Linked DNA regions of Gasterosteus aculeatus: region 2 is linked to region 1. Evidence: chromatin contacts called from public Hi-C data. All regions are on one chromosome and are shown on one strand. The core of a region is the stretch at or near the end of the contact, and the rest is flanking DNA. Distances in the headings are between cores, read along the strand shown. Region 1 overlaps LOC120809565 (PDZ domain-containing RING finger protein 4). Region 2 holds the start of gxylt1a (glucoside xylosyltransferase 1a).

What was found. Hi-C and Micro-C count contacts between places; a contact is called where the count stands out from the background.
Region 2: a Hi-C map of skeletal muscle shows a contact between it and region 1, with 5 times the contacts expected there. The contact joins the promoter of gxylt1a here to the enhancer-like site in region 1. A contact is called at or near these places in 3 of 6 Hi-C or Micro-C datasets (skeletal muscle and tail fin).

Annotation. Positions count from the first base shown.
Region 1 is chrX:20,087,686-20,091,974 of fGasAcu3.hap1.1, reverse strand. The region is part of intron 2 of LOC120809565 (PDZ domain-containing RING finger protein 4); the gene reads right to left. Among protein-coding and RNA genes, the nearest start is that of LOC120809565, 9.4 kb to the right of the region's middle. Within about 2 kb of position 2,649, at least 1 of the 9 cell types and tissues checked has open chromatin away from gene starts, as enhancers often do.
Region 2 is chrX:20,198,439-20,202,480 of fGasAcu3.hap1.1, reverse strand. It overlaps gxylt1a (glucoside xylosyltransferase 1a), which reads left to right and starts at 2,668. Exons shown (of 10, transcript XR_013451280.1): 1 at 2,668-3,190; 2 at 3,714-3,806. LOC120809432 (YY1-associated factor 2) reads left to right here. Exons shown (of 4, transcript XM_040163232.2): 3 at 844-996; 4 at 1,112-1,938. The coding sequence ends at 1,352.

The DNA.
Region 1 (4,289 bases), core at 1,400-3,899:
GCAAAAACAATGTGTTCTCAATGTGGGGAGGCTGCAGCGAAGCCAGAGCCAACCTGGAGGGCCGACATGGAATCAGATTTGGGTGTGAGATTGGCGTGGCTCTACGGTGGCGCGGCCAGATGGAGGTCTGGTACCGACACCGGTGCTGTGACCTCAACGTGCTGACTCAGCTGCGCCGCGGTCCAATGGATCATGGCTCACTGCTGGCGGTAGTTACACAACACGCACGCACGCACGCAGATTGCCATCGGCCTCCTGCTCCACATTCTGGAGATCAATTAGCAGGAAATGAAGTCGAGGAAGAAAAAAAACGACGCAAGTGCCCCGCGCTGTGAAACGCACATATCCAAGGTGCTACAGTCTCGGCCACTGCGTGTGCGCGAGCGTGCAGCGACACAAGGAACATTCTTTACTGAGTTTAGTTCTACTCCACAACTGGTGGCATTGACACACCAAAAGCAACTAGTAAAGAATAGTTTACGAGGGAAGGAATTGCTTTAAACCAGGGCTCTCGACATTAACACGTTAATCTATGGGGGGGGTATTTTAACGTTTGTTTCCGGTCCCGTGAGTAAACTGGAAGCTGACGGTCAGTTACATCAGAGAAAGCAAGACAGCGAGAGCTTTTTGCATTGGAAGTAAAACAAAGAGGCGCGACACAGAGCAGAGAACTGTGCAGAGGAATTACTCCACGTGTCTAACAGAAGGGGGCTGAGTGGCAAACGGACCCCTTAAAGCACCGCTATGCTAAGCTAGCTGCTATGCTACTTCCATCTCAACGTCTAGCGTTACCCCGCGGGGCACACAGTATGCAGAGGACCACCACTGTGTCCCTAAAAGACCCTAAAAGACCAACAGGGAGAGTCACTGGTTCAACATGTTCCACCCGGTGGAATTCTGCCTCCAAGATGATCACATGTGTGTAGTTCTGTGTTTAAAATAACATGAACTAAACAACAACAGGGTGTAAAATACACGCATTCTGAAGTGATTACTCATTACTTTTAAGACAAACATTCATTATAAACGACATTGTAACAACAACAACAACATTCATTAATCGCTGTTAATGAATTTCTAAATATGCGATTAATTAGTTAATTTGTTAACTTGTTTGTTAATCTATTGACAGCCATATAAAACACTATTTTTAGAACACAGGAAGATCAGGAAAATCTGTTGAAATACTTTGCAAGAGAACAGTTATTAGAAGTGGGATGGAACAAAGGAAGGCTGTGAAGTGGCATGAAAACAAGGATTATATTGTGCACTGCTGAGCAGAAACAAGAACTGGAGACAGAAACGCCTCCACTGCTATAGACTGGAAAGCAATAATATTCAAGCCTCGAGCTCCAACCTGACAAACACCTAAAAAGATGAAACTAATTAGCAACAAATGTGGCGTCAAATTGGCATAACCGCTTCAACTGAAAGGCCAACTTGATCCGTAGCTTTCATTTGTGTCACAGTCATCGTTACAACCTTCATTTCATTTATGTGCTCGACCGGTTTAAGTTTAATTTAATACGATTCCTTTTAAGATAGCTAAACTGTTATGATTAAAACTACGCACCATCTGTATGATAACAGGGCTCACAATGAATATTCATACTCCGCGTCTCTGTGAGCCATGTAACTGATTAAAAACACATCCGTCTGAGCCTGCTGCCTCAATTCCAGCCATAACATGATGGCGGTGATTGGAAGTGAATTAAACAGCTCCATCAAGCTGTAAAAAATAATGCTTTGAGCTCAGAGGTCACGCCACCGCCGGAAGGAGACCACTCATTCACATAAGGGAGACCGAATGTTTAAGATAGCTGCTGTTCAAATGATATTTTCATGTAATTATGGAATGAGTCTTTGAGACAGAAATAAAAAGGTCCAAAAATAATGAAAGAAAACTAATATTCAGTTTTGTGTTTGAGAAAGAGGACGCATCGAGGCGTTCTTTTAGCTGACAAGGCTATCCTTTGTCACGACAAGCAAGACAGGTGGTAAAATGTGAAAAAAGAAAGAATATGCTATTGTACGGCATGCAACGTAAATATTGAAATCCTCTTATATCACTTATTCTAAAATAATGACAGCGCTTCTAGTGATGACAATGCAGGTTGGTCAGTGGGCCACTTTGCTTTAGGTTAAAATACCTCGTTGGTACGACATGTTTGCGTGTATGATTGTATGCTGCAACCTTCAAGAGTTGATTCAAATATTCTTTTTTCCCCCTCGATGGTTTATAGAGCTAGATTTAGACAAATGCCCTGGATTTCATTTTTAGTTATTGCCTTGCAAAAAAGAGAAGGAAATATCTTTTTTCAGTGCAATGTGGACCCCCAAACCCGTGGATATCATTGCATTTAGACAAAGAAAACAGTCTGCTTGACTAGATACCAATAAGCAAAAGTCACTGATACACAAAAGCAATTTCCACCCAAATCTGCCTCTGTGTGTTTGCCTTCATTTAGCATGTTGCGCTTGGCTGATCTGAACATTTGTGTCGCTGTTTTCCTCCACTCAACAATGCCTGAAATAGCCGAGTGTGTCTTTCACCAGGAAACGGGAGCGAGGATGCAGAAGGGGTGGGCTTGTTTCGATCCCTCGTCTTGGCAGGCGCACAGTGCCGCGCCAGTGTTTGCTAATACCCTGGACGCACCTGGCAGCTTATCCCTCTCCTCAACACCTCCCTAATGCACTGCACCAGTCTCCGACTGTACAGTTGTTTCTCCGACTAGATGGCAGCGTAATTAAGTCCTAATCCTCCTGTCGACAAAAGCAGAGCCCTCCGTAATTCAGTTTGCACATGAATGTGCAGCAAATACAGTCTGCAGGCACGAGGCTTTTGATCATTTGCCGCTACCAGTGAAAGGCCAAAAGGTAACGTCCCGGTCGTCCCTGACAGCGGCTGTGGTGTGCAGCCCGACATGATCCACCGAGGCAATGTGCAATGGATCCGACAGCACCATACATGCGCTGCTACTCCAGCTTGCTTCATGTAACAGTGACCACGACCAAGGCTTTGTTTTATCATGATATAATCAAAGATTATAGTTACATTACATGGCATTTATCCAAAGCGACATTTCAGGCATTTCAACCATGAGGATACAAACCCAGAAGAACAAGAAAGTAAACAGTGATAAGAATAATATAGTAATAATAATATATGTTTTTATTCAAGAGAACCAGTGATATAATATGAATAAACTGCCCAGCCATAGTTTTTTTCTGTAGGCCAGCAGCCAAAACAAGAAGAACAGATCCGGGAACTAACAGAGGACTAAAACCAACACATTGAAATGCAAAAAAGGATTATGAAAATGTTCTTCAACCGACCATTTAATTTAAACTAATTAGCCCTTTTAACTGGCTAAGCTCTACTGGAAGAGCTAGCCACGACTTTACCTCATTTACACACTCATTACAAGCTGTGTGGAGAACCTTGATGCTAGAGTGGCCACGGCTGAGAGTGTGTGTGTGTGTGTGTGCACATGCACATGCTGACTCAAGGCTTTTTCTGTAATCACCTTGTAACAGCTGTAGGTTAAGCCACATGTTTATCGAGACTAGAAGGAGTCATTACAGCAGGTCTGCCAGAGTTCAAAAGGCATCGGGTCACTGCCTAACCGAGCCCCCCAGTGGGGGCCGATGACTTTAGACTGGACCGCAGACATTTAGTCACACGGACGGGGAGTGTTTGGTTGGAGAGGTTTTGTGCACAGTGGAGCTTTTACATGACATCATTATGTTGAACAATAAGTGCATATGTTAAAGATATCTGTTAGTACGTGCACATATAAACCTGTGTCTGTTCTTGTGCATGAGTATAAATACGAAGCTACATGTACGCAGTGGGATTCCTTTACATCCAACACTAGGATGTGACCTGGAAAGTTCATCAGTTACTACTCAGCCTCCTGTTTCAGACGAGACATTCCTCCAGATGTCGACTGATGAATCCCCAACTCGGAGTCTCTCGCTATAGGAACGCGGGCGGAGGCCGGCGGGGCTAAAGTCATTAATGGTTGAATAAAGCCAGGCGTTCCCCCCCCCTCCCGGATAACTGAAATGATGAATCGCTCCCGTCAGCGAGTGCTTCCTGCAGTGCACCTGAGACCGCAGCTACAATACATGAACATCTGCTCGGGCCTTGTTCCTGGGAAAACGGCACAGAAACTGTCAGCAGGTACTCGGGCAGACAAGCCGATACAGAGACCACATTCTAACAGAAGCAGGCCCAGTGTGCACAGGAATAAAGTTAGACCATCTACCCAAGAGTAAATACCTCA
Region 2 (4,042 bases), core at 1,419-3,918, 110 kb before region 1:
GTGGCTGAGTGTAGAACCACGCAGGTCATGTCCTTACAATTTCCTTAAAAAGGGTTAGTAAGTGAAAATCGAAATAAAACTTAATGTGTGCGTGTTCTGTGGGTGTATTCCAAAGTTACACACAGTATTGTCCAATCCTCATCATTCTAATCCAATTGAGTTCATTGTGCAAAATCTCTAAAAATAACTAAATAACTGCAAGCTAAAGTACCGGTTCACTCTACAAAAAGCCAAGTGATGAAATGATTTATTGTATTTTGTATTGCAGCATAAAAGTCCAGTGGCAAACGCAACCTAATGATCCTCCTGTTTTTAAAGCATGGGTTGAATATAAACAGACTGGGTCTTCATGAGCTTGGGAACACATGGGGGGGTTTGCACAATGCAGGGGAAATATTTTAATTTGCTTTAATACCTTTTTAAGAATATCCGTTCAAAAACGATAAATTTGTTTGTTTTCAAGTCTGTCTTAAAACAGCAGGCGGTGGACATTGAGACCAATTCGTTAACTAATGGTTTCTCATGTTCAAAGACCTTTTAATGTTACTATAGCTCCCCTGCTGTTATCAAGGAAACCTAGTGAACATTTTTGAAACATGCCCACTTTATTTGACAAACTGCTGAAGCCTCAAATTTACAAATGTAATTCTACACTGTAAATTAACCATGGATTTCTTTTTTCGAATTGTGAGTGATGTGGTGCAGGAAAGGATCTCTTTTTAGCTTCCTAGTCAAATTTGAATAGTAACACAGTACATTGGCGCACACCCTACCTGTGTGCCCCTGGATACTATAGTAAGTAACTATCAGCCCATTGACTGTTTTTTTTTTTGTCTCTTTTAGAAAACCACGGCCTGTTTCTCAGCTGGTTTCACAGCAAGCGAATCAGCAGTTTGCGCCACCCACGCTCCCCAAAAAGGAGAAGAAAGAAAAATCAGAGAAAGACAAAAGTGATAAAGAACCAACACTGAAAAAGAAAGGCCATAAAAAGATGAGGTAATTTGTTTATAAAGTAAATGGTGGAATCACTCGTCATATTCAGTGGTCTCCGATCGCGTCACCGAGTTGATCTCAAATGTGTTTTGTTTCTGTTGGTTTGTCTCCCCACCAGGCCCAGGTTAAAAAACATAGACCGGAGCAGCGCGCAGCATCTGGAGGTCACAGTTGGAGACTTGACAGTAATAATCACAGACTTTAAGGAGAAAGCCAAACCCACCTCCACGCCGACAAGCGCCGCCTCAGCGGACCAACACAGTCAAAGTGGCTCAAGCTCCGATAACACTGAACGAGGAGTCTCCAGATGCACTACGCCCCACGCAGAAGGATCGCCGGTGAACGGAGAGACACACTAACCTCCACGCTCCCAGGCAGCACAACCCGTCTTCCTGCCCTCCCTACGGCCTCAACCGGAGATTCAACCTCCACTTGCATTAATGAAAGTACAAATTCAAACATGACCGCGTTGACCTCTTTTCAGGACGATATCTTTCACTGCCTTTTCCATGACAAAAGAGTTCAGGAGTCTGCTGTGTGCTCGAGAACAAGAACTGTCGCGATGAACTGAAAGAATTAAACCGTAGCATTAAATCCTGGATTTTTGCCACGTTTTGTAGTTACTTGTGTTTTAACACTTCAGTTTTGCGTCAGCGTCACACTGCGTCGGTCGTTGCTGCACAGATTGCTTGACGGATTGTGAAAGAAAATGAGAATCTCACAAGTGTTGTTCACCCTTGAGTTTTGTTAACAGTTGAGTTTTATTTGCACTTAATGGCGTTCTATGTTTAACATTTTTTAGCGTTGACCTTTTTTCCATTATCAGTAAATCATAACACTGCTGGTTGTTTGCTTTATCCAGCTCTCATTTTATTGCTTTGAATGCCATAATTTTTTTTTTTTACTGTCTAACATCTGAGTAAATATACTAAATATTTGTTCTAAGTATGCTTCTCTTTCACTTGGTAGAGTTAAGCATGGTTTCATCTAGAGAATGGTTTATATCAGGAAACATTTATTGCCATAATATGTCAGATATACAAGGAATTTGACTTGGTGGTTGGTGCGTAACAGCAGAAAAAATAAATAATGCTATGTATTAGTAGTATAAGGCTATGGGTTAGCTTAAAATAAAATAATAAAAGTTAGTGACGTGTGCAATATGAAATAAAGTGACCGGTGGAATGTTATAGTCAGGCAGTGGGGGACCGGCTCTGTTGATGAGCCCGACTGCCGACGGGAAGAAACTGTTCGTGTGGCGGGAGGTCTTAGTCCTGATGGACCTCAGCCTCCTGCAGATGGAAAGGGCACAAACAGGTTTTGTCCGGGGTGAGAGGGGTCGGCTACCATCTTTTTAGCTCGCTTCAGGGTCCTAGAAGCGAACACGTCCTGCAGGGACGGCATATTTTTGAATGCTGACCTTTTTCCACATTATAAAGAGGGTTAGTGGTTAGTATGTGGACTTTTCTTTACCTTGCCCCATGTTCCTTGCTATAGAAAGAAAGGCCCATACAAGCAATGAGTGAAACCTTGATGCACTTTTATTGATTCTAAAATCACTACACCAGTAAATGCAAGTCCTGGTGTCGACGGGGAAAACGCTTACAGCACTTCGGAAGTGCTCGTGTAGATCATCCTGAGAAATAATGTACATGTACAACTTCCACAGTCGTCACTCTTAACTAAGGTTACCACATGCCACGGAAGTGGGACTTGGGCTGACTTTTGCAACCATTTATCAGAATGTTTGGGGCCGGGTTCCCATCCTGCGGGACTCAAAAGGTCACCGCACAGGTACACGCGACCTTTCACAATAAGGAGAATGAGCACAACACGGTTGTGGGTGGAGCAGAAACCTGTAAACCGCAGCTGTGCTCTTTGCTTTAGCTTTGTTTAGATAACATGTGTTAGCTCGTACCGTCAGATAGCAACGTTAGCTGAGATCAACGACCAAAATGTCCAGTTAGCGCAGACCATTTAAATGCAAAATGCGATGCTACCATCGAGCATTTCTCCCGTGCATGGTTTCCACCTTGCTTTCACTGATGTACGTGTTCAGTCAAGTAGCCTCCACCTTGGAAGACCGCGACCTGAAAGCGCCGGGGAAACCCGGCGGGCACAGCCATGACACCGGACACCTTCTCAGGAGAACCCCAGGATCGGCGGGCCTACGAGACCGCGACCGAGGGCTTGGACGGTAGCTAGCCCGGCTAAGTAGCTAATCTATGCCACGTTAGACTGAGCACATTTTACCTTCGCTAGTTTCTATAACTTTGCAACTAGCGACAGGTTAGCTTCTGTTAGGATTGGACCAAAATAATGTTACCGTTGAAACTTTAATTTAAATGCTAAAGTTCGTTTTAAAGAATGGAAAACAGGTAAAGAATATTTAACTTAACGCTAAGAAGCCGAGCTGATGATTAAACGTACCATTGAAAATGTATCGTTACTTAGCCTTTTTAATTGCGGTGTTTTAAATACCCACGGTCCATAAGGTTATGCTTTGCACATTGCTAATGCTATTCTGTTCATTGTAAAGCTGCCACCTGTTGGCTGGTTTAATTAATTAACGTTAACTATTAACATTAGTTTAGCTAATTAACGTTGACTAACTAATAGGCCGCTTGTTAAACAATTAACGTCAACCCGAAGACCGTCCCTTCACGCGTCTGATTTTAAGAGATTTATTTAACACTAAGATCATGTTTTTATTCTGTCAGGTGTAAAAAACTGCCCGTTTCCTACTGGGAGCCACATTGGAGTCTGCCCGCTGGTGTGTGTGGAGTGAACTGCTTATTGGAATCATCCATTAGGTATGACTGATTTTGTGAATCTTTTTTGATATACATCAATGTTATTGACAAGTCTTCGACTTCAACTTGCAACTCTCACCTACATTAATATCAACATCTCAAGGTAAATGCTGGGCCCATCGCTGGACTATCAGTGTACCTTGAAACCACTCTTGACCCTGAAGTCATAAACTCAAAGCATCGCATGTTATCACGTTGGCAGAGATATGATCCACGTGGCTGAGCACGAGTCCGCT